3 separate regions of the Gossypium hirsutum genome follow, and all the other regions are linked to region 1. The links are chromatin contacts, called in public Hi-C maps. All regions are on one chromosome and are shown on one strand. The core of a region is the stretch at or near the end of the contact, and the rest is flanking DNA. Distances in the headings are between cores, read along the strand shown. Region 1 has its middle 23 kb from the start of LOC107949048. Region 2 holds the start of LOC121204967 (GDSL esterase/lipase At1g54790). Region 3 holds the start of LOC107949203 (DUF21 domain-containing protein At4g14240).

What was found. Hi-C and Micro-C count contacts between places; a contact is called where the count stands out from the background.
Region 2: a Hi-C map of leaf shows a contact between it and region 1, with 6 times the contacts expected there. The contact joins the promoter of LOC121204967 here to the enhancer-like site in region 1. A contact is called at or near these places in 6 of 34 Hi-C or Micro-C datasets (hypocotyl, leaf and petal).
Region 3: a Hi-C map of leaf shows a contact between it and region 1, with 2.8 times the contacts expected there. The contact joins the promoter of LOC107949203 here to the enhancer-like site in region 1. A contact is called at or near these places in 4 of 34 Hi-C or Micro-C datasets (all in leaf).

What each region holds. Positions count from the first base shown.
Region 1 is chrA08:13,547,125-13,551,237 of Gossypium_hirsutum_v2.1, reverse strand. No RefSeq gene overlaps it. Among protein-coding and RNA genes, the nearest start is that of LOC107949048, 23 kb to the left of the region's middle. Within about 2 kb of position 2,472, at least 2 of the 9 cell types and tissues checked have an H3K27ac peak or open chromatin away from gene starts, as enhancers often do. A contact at or near this core is called in leaf, where this site is marked.
Region 2 is chrA08:13,284,839-13,288,799 of Gossypium_hirsutum_v2.1, reverse strand. It overlaps LOC121204967 (GDSL esterase/lipase At1g54790), which reads right to left and starts at 1,502. Exons shown (of 5, transcript XM_041075878.1): 1 at 1,198-1,502; 2 at 922-1,122; 3 at 673-842; 4 at 301-571; 5 at 1-230. The coding sequence starts at 1,438. LOC121204966 (sm-like protein LSM2) reads left to right here and starts at 2,911. Exons shown (of 3, transcript XM_041075877.1): 1 at 2,911-3,143; 2 at 3,288-3,446. The coding sequence starts at 3,141.
Region 3 is chrA08:13,114,966-13,119,023 of Gossypium_hirsutum_v2.1, reverse strand. LOC107949203 (DUF21 domain-containing protein At4g14240) reads right to left here and starts at 1,351. Exons shown (of 13, transcript XM_016883941.2): 1 at 856-1,351; 2 at 561-637; 3 at 354-437; 4 at 162-275. The coding sequence starts at 1,102.

The sequences.
Region 1 (4,113 bases), core at 1,223-3,722:
GCAAATAATGCTTTTATGCAATTGATTTTATGTAATTTGTCTTTTTTTTTCATTAAAAAAAAACCTATTTGAAAAAACCTAGAAAACTTTAAATCTCGATCTAGATTCAACTAATCCAAAACCAACGCACTCGCTTGATTGCAAGGTTTAAATACAAAGCTGCTTCTTCTTCTCATCATCATCTTAAACCCCAAGCTGGTTTGAAAGATCAGAGGCTGACCATCTTGAGGGATGAGGGGGACTTGGGCCACCCAAATTTTTTGAAAAATTTCCATAGATCATCAATTATTTTTGAAAGTTTTCATTAAGTTTTTCAAAATTTTTAAAAAATTTTAATTAGTTTTTTTTTTCAATTTTCCATCATACTTTAAAAAATTTTGAAAGTTTTAATTAGATCTAAAAAAAAAATTCTCATTAAGTTTCCGAAAATTTTTAAAAAAAATTAATTAAACCCCTCAAAAAACTCTTAATGTTAAGATCCGGAAAATTAGCTGAACAATAATATAAAACTAAACTAAAGTATGTGAAAAAGAGAGAAAAAAAAGTTTGAAACACAAGGCCGAAGGGAATAAATTAAATTTGACAGTAAACATAGATGCAGATAAAAATCACAATATATGATTTGAAATTAATAATAATACGACATATAATAAAGAATATAAAGTAAATACATTTGATAAAGACTATTAAATGCTTTCTAATGTATTCCATCATGTTTCTATTAAAATTGAAAAATAGTAAAAATTTCTAAAAATTTTAGTTAAACCCCTCAAAAAATCTCAACGCCGTCATCCTCCACCGACGTTGGATGAGCAATATGACAAAAATAAACAAAAGAACATGAAGAAAAGGGAAATAAATTAAAATTGGCAGATAGGAATTTCCATAAAAAAAAATATGGGCGTGGGACAATGGACCTTTTAACAAATAAAAGAAAGGCTCACCCCTTTAATGGAAGGAAACAAAAAGGCAAGTGCTTGGCTTTGATAAAGATAGTTGTCTAATGCCTACAATGCATATGTAATATTGTCAATGTGAGTTAACAGTACATTATAAAGTTTCCCCTGAGTTTGTACCGTCCATGAAAATAGCACGTCAATTGGACTTCAACTGTCTGCCTATGTATGAAACCTCAATTCTATCACATCACATTACCCACTTTTGCTTCGGTCTCTTTGGATTCAAAATTAAATTAGCTTCTATTTCACACACCCATACATGTACACATTTTTGAAGATGAGTTTATTTTATTATACAAAATTAAATAATTTTATATTTTTAGATTAACTACGTTTAGTAAAGAGTGAGAGAGTCTGCTGAAATAAAAATTTTACCAAAGTTTTCAATATATATAATTCTTTATTTACGGTGTTTGTGATTTATTTGAAGTTTTTAAAGCGAAAAGATTCTAACATTTTCAAATATTTATAATATTTTAATAACTGTAAATGAATATGTGTAATTAATCAAAAGATAATCATTGGTCAAAAGTTATATTATTTGATTTTCGAAAAATAATTATAACTGTTCAAGCAATATTGCTTGAATAGTTATAAAATTAAATGAATAATTATTATTTTTATTTAATCAATAAAGACACTTATTCAAAGATGTCTTTACGAAGAGACATGAAAATTCCAATAAATAGGAATGAAATTTCATTTGGAGATCACACCTACAAGTTCCAAAAGTTCTTCCTATCCTTACTCATTTATAATATTATTAGATTGTTCTATAAAGAGTTACTTTATAAATTCTTTGTAGAAATTAAGTTCCTTGTTATACATTGCTTAGTCCTTAGTGGAGTATTCTCGTCAGTACAAAACGCATATAGTCATTGGCTTCATTGTATTCTCGAGGTTAATTTGCTTGAAATTCATTTGCACACTGAAGATAGGTGGGAGCAAATATAACCTTAAAGATAGTGGCTTGCTACATGCTTTGGAGCTTTATCCTATTTCTTCTTTTTCTGTTTAAGTTTCGTTTGGATGTTCGAGATTTTTTTCACCGAAGTTTTTGTACTAACATATTTTATATCAATCAAGTGCTATGGTTAGAGGTTAAATGTTTATCATTTTATTGCTTCCCTATATGATTTATGATCTTGGGACTATTGTTGAAAAAGTTGGCGTTAGATTTTCGACTTTTATATATTTATGCTGTTTTCGAATTCATGATTATTTATTTATTCAGATAATCATTTTAACAAAATTATAATTTGATATAATTTTAATAATTTCATAAAACTAATTTAAACTTCTTTTTCTATTTTCTTTTTATTGGTGGAGTTGGGTTTGAATTTAAATATATTGCTTTTAATTATAGGACGTTGGCATTGAAACTCGAAAACTCTAACATCATGATTCAGAGGCTTCTCAAATGGTTGGTAGTTGAATACTGGGGTGAGGCTGTGGTTTAAAAGAAGGGTTGAGGCCTGAATGACGCAGTCCAGGCCTACATAGAGTTAGAAATTTGGACAATATAATAAATGGCTGCCACCCAAATCCAAGAATGTTGTTCTGTATATACCCTTAGGCCCATTCTGTTACTCTTCATCTTGCATTCAACATTGTATTAGACATCTGTGTCTTAATGCATTTCTTTTATATAATTTTAGTATCATTTTTATTTTCTAATGTATATTTTCAATCATGTGGCTGCTTTATTAAAAAAATATTTTTTTTCTTAAAAGCATCTAAAATTATTAAAGGTAACTTTTGCGAAACTTGAATGTTTTTCAAATAAACTATTTAAAAATGTAATATCCATGCTAAAAATGCATAATATGAGGAGCTTCTATACAAATTTATCTTCATTTGATCCCCTATGTTTTCCATAAGAGTAAAAGATCATAAACAAAGGTAAAAGAGGAAAGCATGCGTATAATTATTAAACCAATGATAAGTAGAATAGAAAAGTTGATGGGGATGTATATATTGAGTGAGAAACATACATACAACAATAACAATGAGATAGAATCATAGAAAGAGACCATTGTTACACACATGAATCAACTGAATTAAGGCACACACAAAACAATATAATCAATGTTTATTTATCTTACCTTTTTAGTTTGGTACATATATAGGATAGAATCTCCACCTTGTTCATGTCAAATTTGAATCACTTGAAGAAAGACTCACTTCTATCCTTGCTGCTCAAGGTGCTCTTGATCTTCCTTTTAGTCTGCTTTATGTAATCCGAGAATTGATGATCCTTTCGACCACTACCATGTCCATGTCCATGTCCACCCACTTTCTGGGAAATCTCACCGTTGTCCGGCTCCGGTGACGTGATCTTCCGCCTTGTTTCATGGATAAATTTAGCAAATATATCATCGTGGTTTTGGACTTGGCTTTTCCCATTACCCTTTGCTACACTAGGCTTCAACTTACTTCCTCCCAGTTGATGAGCATTACCAGCTGAAACAACTGGTTTTGGTTTCTCGGTTGGTGGGGCGGTGGTATAGTCGAACTTGATGGGAACTTCCGATCCTTGTTTACTCGAAGGTTTGGGTGGCTGTGGTGAATTTCGAGCTGTTGAAGATGGTGTTTGTTGGCGGTTGGAGATGCGACGAATTGTAGTGAAAGCAGGACCCAAAGTGATTGACCTAAAGATCTTCTCAAACACAACTTTGGGGCAACTGCTTTGATTCTTTTCCATTGATATGATAAGAAATGGACAATTCTTTTTACTAGGGTTTTTTTGGTGATGGAATGGCAAGAGATGCTTGTTTAAGATAGCTGAGCAAACACACCAGTTTTATACTTAGCCGAAAGCTTAATAAATCCACTTAGGAAAGTGGGAAAGAATTATCATATTACTTTAAAACCAGGTAGCGTATAATATTATATCAATTACCGTGTATCATGTGCAAAACAAAGCTAGGCTTAATGTGCTAAAATTGAAAAATTTAGACGGCAAGTTTAGGTTATGATTCTTAATTAATAATGCCTCATGTTAAAAAGGGATCACTTTTGTCATATTTTTCAAACTGATGCCATAGATCAAGATTCCAGGATCAAATTCCCTTCTTTTTCCCTATCCCCATAAACCAGAATCTAAACCAAAAAAGCACAGCTTACAAAGTGCAAATCATTTCTCTCTCTCTCT
Region 2 (3,961 bases), core at 253-2,752, 260 kb after region 1:
ATGAGGTGAATCAGAGTAGTTTCCGGTTAGTATTTCATCTGCAACAAATCTATTTGCAGCTTCAGTGTAATGAGTCCCATCCCAGTTTATATACTCAGCTGTATTATTACATGGATTTGCTGTCACAATGCCCCCATTCAGATCCTTGGTAACACCACAAGCAATCCTAGTGTCGAAATTCAATGGCGGCCCACCGTAACCACAACATACTGCTAATGGTTGCTGGAATCCTGAAAGCAAATCCGAGTCGATTGGAGTAAAACATTGAAAGAAAAAAAAAATGATTAATGGCTTGCTTACCGTATAGAGAATAGTTTGAGATGAGGTTCAGCTTTATCGAGTAAATGTCGACATAAGTGATGTTAGCTTCAGGCGATTGTGCTAAGAACTGTAGGCACATATCGTGGAGTTTCTTGTTGAAAACGGTAGCTGCTCGGTTGTGTGAAGCAACGCAGCCGTATTCGTCCAAGTTTGACGGTTTTCTCCCGAACGTAGCGATGATTCTCGGCAAGCATCCGAGGGGACCTGTGTTATGAACCCAGAAATTCCTTGCACCTGCATCATATAATCTCTGAAAAAGGAAAAATACAAAGCATCATAGTTATTCATCTGAACTATAACTCGTATAATACTTTCAGTGTTGGTTTAAGACAGGGCTAGAGAGAACAGAACCTTCATTCCATAGTTGAGTTCTGTTATAAGCTTTGAAATGAAAGCAACAACTTGTTCATCCGATGCCGAAAAATAGAATACGCCGTCGAGATCGTTCTGGCCGATATCAAACATGTAAAGGGCCTTGTTGAAATCATCTTCCGCGGGGAGATAACTCTGAAGCTGCTTGTCTGGAAAAAAAAACAAGAACCATTTTCAACTTGTCCCAAAAAAACATAGAAGCTTGTCCACTGATATGAACAGAGATACCTTTAGAAAGCAATGTAAGAGCTCGATTCTTGAACCTGAAGAATTGAGATAACTGAAGATTAAAGGAAAAAGGGTTTGTTGAAGCCGCATTTGCAGGAAGAATGGTAGATCCTCCTGTAGCAAAATTGCACCCTGTTTGAAAATTAGGAGAGCCAACAGATTCCAAATATGGGTTCATGTAAGGAAACTCCATTGCCTCCACTGCCAAAAAAATAAAAAATAAAATCAGAAACTTAATGTGGATCATATGAATGCAATGGAAGGAAATGGAGGTACTTAGAAAATCAATGATCAAGCGACCATCACAGAATCTGCCAGAGGGTTCATGGAAGTAAGTTTCCCCATTAAATTGTGTCATGGGAAAAGCTTTTCCGGCAACTAATCCACCCGTGTCGGAATTCGAGTCACCGAAGTTGAACACTGCCGGATAATTCAAACTCAAGGGGCTAACAGTAGGCCAAAAGGAACAAAGGAAAGCTAGTTTTAAAAGGGAATGAAGAATATACAGAAGAGCCATGGAAATGGGGGGAGCTGTGACAAAATCTTTGGCAAAAGCAAACAATTGTCTTGATTTCCTTATACTGGCAGGACACGTGATGATAAAATGGTTGGTAGGATGTAGATTTCTTGTAGTTGAATTAAAGTGAAAATTAAATGAAGGGTCAATTTTTTTTATCCTCAAGTTTCAACTCCGACAACAGTTGTTTATTAAAACACTTCATGGCTAATATACTATGAGGAGGATGTCTTATATGCCGGAAGTTAATCCGTGAACAAAGGATTTGGACATATATTATCTCTGTGAAACAAAACAAAACACCTTTCCTGCTTCTCTCTTCCTTCCATGTTTTTATTATCATATTTAGTCCATTGAAGGCTTCGAGGTCAGTTCAGTTTTAATCCTCCTCATAATAATATTTCATAATTAGAATTTGATTTTTTTCGAATTTTAAGTGAATCAAATCAAATCAACTCGAATAAGTAAAGTCGAATTAAATTTCACAACTCGATAATTCAAATAACTTAAATAACAAATTAATAAAAATACCCTCAGAGTCCATGACAATTTTAAAAATATGCAAATTGATCCCTCTAAAAAAATGCTAAAAATTCAAAATAATATTAAAAAATCCAAAAATGTTTGCAAAATATTTCTTTCCAAAATTTTTATAAATAAGTATTACTAAAAATCTTTTAAAATATAAAAAATACTAAATTATATATATATTTAAAATATGAAAACAACAAATTTCAGGCATTAAACAAGTAAATTATCAAATCAAGTTTATTATATTAATTATCTTGTTTTTTTCTCTTATTTTTGTTTTAAAAGAATTTTGAAATACACATTATATTTATGTTCTTTAACTTGGAATTTAGTCATATGGTCAACAAAATTTTAATATGGTCGGTTTAATTTTTTTAATTTAACTCAAACAATTTTATTTGATTCAAATCTTATTTTACTAGATTCAATTTAAAAAAATTTCAAATCAAATTAGGATGATAAAATAGGATTTATAAATTCAAAATTTTTTTACTCAACTCGACTTGATTCAATTAGATGCTTACCCCTATGAACTTGGTCCAAATGTTTGGAGAAGAATTTGGTAAAATGCTTAAGAGGGTCATTATATATGGTTATATTAATTTTATTTAGTAATTTTTTAAAAAAAAAATCCTTGTTTTTATCAAACTTTTCATGCAAGAAGTACATTTCAGCCTTAAAGTTGGCTCTTACAGGATTTACTCACAAAGGAACAGAGAGATTTAAGTTAGGGAGAAATGATGGGAGAAGGGGAGATTAACCCAAAGAAAGTACAACAGCTAAATTGTAAGCTAAGTCTAGAACTTTACTTGTTTAATTAAAGGAAACGAGCTACAATGACAAAATTGTTTCTTTTATACAATATAAGAAAGGTGTTTTTTTTCTTGACCAGCTAGCAATATATTTAGATGAGGATTTGACCTGAGTTTGGAACCCAAGTGTAAAATTATAAGGCCACAGTCCATGCTTTATGGATAGCTGATGCAGTGCTTCAAGGCCCAAAATGAGAGCTCGAGGAAGCGGCCATTACTGGCTAACCAACGAAACTCAATTGCTACTAAAATAAGTAATCGAATCGTCGGCTCTCCGCTCCATCAAATTTTCTTTTTCATCGCATCTAAGCAAAACCCAGAAACCCGTCCCTCTCCTTCTACGCAGAGGAATCAAAATCATGGTATTCTTCTTTTTGGGGACTCCCAAACCTTCATATGACATATGTTTGTTCTCATTCAATTGAGTTCGTAACTATGTTCTTCTATTCATTCTCCAATGGGCGTCCTTTTGATTTTTTTTTCTTTTTTTATTATGATTGGTGCAGTTGTTCTTTTCGTATTTCAAAGACTTGATGGGAAGAGAAGTGACGGTGGAGCTGAAGAACGATTTGGCTATTAGAGGAACCCTTCACTCCGTTGATCAATACCTCAATATCAAGCTCGAGAATACTAGGGTTGTCGATCAAGACAAGTATCCTCACATGGTATTCCCCCTTTCCTTTCCTTTTCTTTTTTTCATGGGTGTTTATGAACGAATTACTTAGCTTGTCTAACAAAAGTTAGGGTTTCTTTTTCCTTTCTTTTCATTTTAGTCGTTACTTGGAAGAAATGATTTGGGTATTCTACGTTCCTACTTTCCTTTCGCCCCAATCTGCCTTCTTCTTCTTCTTCTTCTTCTTCTTTTTTGTTTGGGGGGTGGGGGAGATGGCAAACAGGGGGCATGATTGAAGCTGAATTCAGGGTTTATTCGGTTTCTTGTATGCCCTGCCTTTCCTTTCTGATTGTTTATTTGAATTTTGTTTTGTATCTGATTTTATACTGAATGTCTACCACTTAATTCGTTCCAATGTAGCTGCTTCATGAATTCTCTGTTAACTAGTTAGTAGTTCACGTTGTTTTAATCCTCCAATAGTATAGAAACGATGAGCCTAAAAAAGATTTCTGTTCTTCTGTTATCAGCTGTTGTTCTTTTTTTCTATTCTGCTTTGCATAAACGGTA
Region 3 (4,058 bases), core at 102-2,601, 430 kb after region 1:
TTGACTCTTATTGAACTACATGCCTTTGAATAACCAAAAACAAAAGCTTGCTATGTGATATACGTAGTAGAAACTACAAACACAAAAGGAAACTACCCGTTTGTCTAAATAGTGCTAGTGTATTCACAATTTTTAACCCAGGAATTTCAACAGGACACTACCTTTCCAATAGGGTAAGCGATGGGATAACAAATTATCATCAGAATACGCACGAGCCACACAAAATTTGCACCAACAGAGAGTCCATATCTTGAACATATTGCTTGTGGAATAATCTGATCCAAAAAAGGGATTACATTTTGAAAGGCTTAAATAGCTGAGATTGAAACAACAAAAAACACAATATATAAGACCTCTCCAAAAGCCAGAACAAAAGTAACAGACAGCAACACTGCAACAAAGGGGTGAAAAATTTTATCAAGCGTTATAGGAAGGGCCTGCGAAAACACAAATCAAGAGTATAAGGAAAATTCGAGGAAATGCAATAGCTTCTTAAATACAAATATATATATGGTCATTAAAACCGTTAATAATTTTAACAACATGATGTAAATGTTCACCTCCATGGCACAAGCGTTACAGAGAAGCAGAGTTACAAGAAGCTGATGCTGCTTTTTAAGAACTGGTAAGATAACAGCTGCAGACATATAATTATGTAAATAAATGATAATCATAGGGGACAAAAGAAGGGGGAAAAAAAACAGGGTTTTTTTCTCTAGTGTATGATATCAGAATTCTATAAATTGAAACAGTAAACTCAGCATATATAATTACTTGGAACTGTTACTAATTGTACTGTTACCATTGACTAGTAAAAGAAAAGGGGAAAATGGAAATGGGGATTTAGTAATTTACCAGCTTGCTTCTTCTCGGTGATAGTGCCGCTTCTCTGAAGAATTTCGAGGTCAACGAGGCCCAGAGACATCAAGCCCAAGGTAAGGCCGGACATTATGCCGGCGAAGAGCACAAGCAAGCAGGAAACTCCCGCAAAGACGAACCACTCAAAGGAGCCGAAAGGGATATCATCAGGTTCGAAGACGATGTGGTTGGATGACGACGCCATGATTGTACGAGATCCGGCTATGGCGTTCCCCAACAACATTTCCTAATCAGTCTAGTGGGAGGTTGTTGGGGGGTTTTGTCGGTATGGTGCGGTGCAACGCGTGCGGAGGAGAAAAGGACAACGCTTGTGATTTGTGAATAGAAGCCGAAGAAGTGAACAGCAGTCAAATCATATAGTTGAGCTTGGGCTCTCTACGATGGAGAATCTCCAGTCTCCATCTCCATTTTCTTTCACCCACTATTTAACTGCGTGAACCAAATGAAATGTAGACATGCCGCCTACGTTACATGTTGATTTTCCACCATAAATTCATGCTGTTTTGTTTGCAAAAGCCCATGTCAGCTTAATGGTGGGTCATACTCCAATCCAATATTATCTTATGGGTTGGCCCAAATGCTGCTATGGGAACAACATTCTCTTCTGCTTATTCTACCAGGACTAGTTGTACAAGGTACAATAATGAAGAAAAGAGTTTTTGCAGGCAGAATTAATAAAATTGCTGAGTGAAATGAATGATTCTACCAACCTCACATGCTATTTTTTCTTTTTCTTAAAGAAGAATCACACCAGTAAACCAGAAACAAATAAATATCCTTCCATAGCAGTTGCCATGGGAGAGTTGGCTTGGTTCCCATAGTAAGGCTTTGGTGAGCAATGTAGTCGGATCTCCTTGGCGAAGAATGTGCACCACTGTCGCTTGAAGCTCACATGCGAATGAGATAAACAACAAACTTTACCGTTCTCTCTTGAAGCTTGAGAGCCTCACTTCTTGAGTACAAATCTGTAAGTAGAAGTCGGTGCGGGGCTACAGTGCAGGCAAAAGCTTTGATCTTAAGATATAAAATTATTCATTTAAGTGTATTTGAGCGAGGATTTTCAAAATTTTAAAAATAAATATAATTGTTAACGGTGAATATATGAGAGAATTTTGAATAATTTCAATAAAGAATTTCATTAGCTAAATTCCCTTTTTTTAATTCTATTTTTTTTAAATCATTTGGAATCTCAAAAACGAATTTCATTAGCTAAATTCCCATTATTAAATAAAAGCTTCAACTTCAAAATTCATTTTTATTTAATTTTGATATATATTTTAAATTTATTTTATTAAAACCATTTATAATATTTTTTTTACAAAAATAATGATAGGGATGTTGAATATTTTTATATTATTTATTTTTAATATAATTATTCTTCTTTTATAATTTATAAAATTTTAATAACTTAATTTTTCTTAAACCAATTACTTATCTAAACAAAGCAATTACAAATGAATTGATCAATTGTTAACATTTGGAAAATATCAACAACATTAAAATTCATCCAAACATATTCTTAGTTTTTTTTTTCTAAAGTTATAAAAATTTAAATTAAACTAATGATAAAATTACAATTTCACTCCTAAATTTTAAAATTCATTTTTGATCCTTCCAAAAAGGAAAAGTTTTGGCGTCCCCTGTTTGATGTCGCAATGCCTACATACTGTTTTCAAGGTCGCACTATAGGAGTCGTGACTCTAGCCGAAAACAATTTGTAAATTTTACTTTTTAGTCCTCCAATGGTCATGAATTATCAAAAAAGCTTTCTTAAGCTCATATAAGCCCTAGATCAAATTATATATATTATAATATGATGATGTAATGAACATGTTAGTGAATATAAAGTATTGAATTGATAGATATTGTGATTGCATTTGCTTTGACAATAAATGTGACATCTTATAACTTAAACTCAATGATCGAATCGAGTATTATGTGTTACATTTAGTAATTTGATCCCTTGTGAATATTTAGTACATATATAATTTGATCCATCCCTAAACAATGTAATACTAATTCTTATCTATTACATTCCAACCAACCAATCAAACTAAAAAACCACTTTTATTTTAAGAAACATAATACTTATTACATCTGTATCTTATTCCCACCAAATACATTCTTTATTCATGCTCTATTTCATTTACTGAATTAAACCTAAATTTCCTATATACATATTTTAGTACATATATATTTCTTACATTATTCAAATGAAAGACTGGGAAAAAGTGAATTTTGCCCCGACCCCACTTCGGAATTTTGTTTAAAATAAGTTAACTATTTGAGTTTTTTTTAAAATAAAAAAAGACCGTCTAATCTCCTTTAATCACATAAAAAATTACAAAATCATGAATGAATAAACACAAATTTAAATATTTCGATGATCTCATTTCATTGTTCGATTAAGTTTATACGATACAAAAGAATATGATTTAAGAGAAGTCAATAAAATTTAAAAAAAAATGTTAAAAGATATATTTTTAAATAAAAATTATTATATATAATTTTATAATTAATTACTATAATTATTTTTTGAAATTATTTTTATTATGTTTTTATATGTTATTTCTTAATTTATGTAAACAATAATTAATGTTTAAGGCAAGTATTGATAGCTAAAACATGACTTTAACTAATAGATTCAATCGGAATCCGATTCGATGGAGTTTAATTTGCATCCATTTCAAATCTGCAACAGATATCTGAATTGGCAATGTTTGACTTGCATGAGAATAAATTCAAGTATTGAAGAACCCTTACATAAACATTAAAATGAAAAGGTTAAAATATGTCATAGTTCTTTATACTCTTCAAAAATTTGAAATTTAATCATTGTACTTTTATTTATAAGAATTTAGTCTTTCTAATTTTCAAATTTTAAAATTCAAGTCTATTTATTAACACTATTAAATTTCAAATTAAAAAAAAATCTCACTTAATAGTAATGTAATTTAAAAGATAACGTTGTAATAAATCTGAATTTAACAGTTGGACTTAAATTTTAAAATCTAAAAATAAAGAAACTAAATTCTTAAAAATAAAACTACAACAACTAAATTTTAAATTTAAGAGGAAATGAAAAATCCATTTGACGACAAATCCAACTATTCATGGGCTTCACTTTGGTGCTTAGACCCAGAATTCGGCCTGCCTAAACTATGGGGCCTAATAACGCC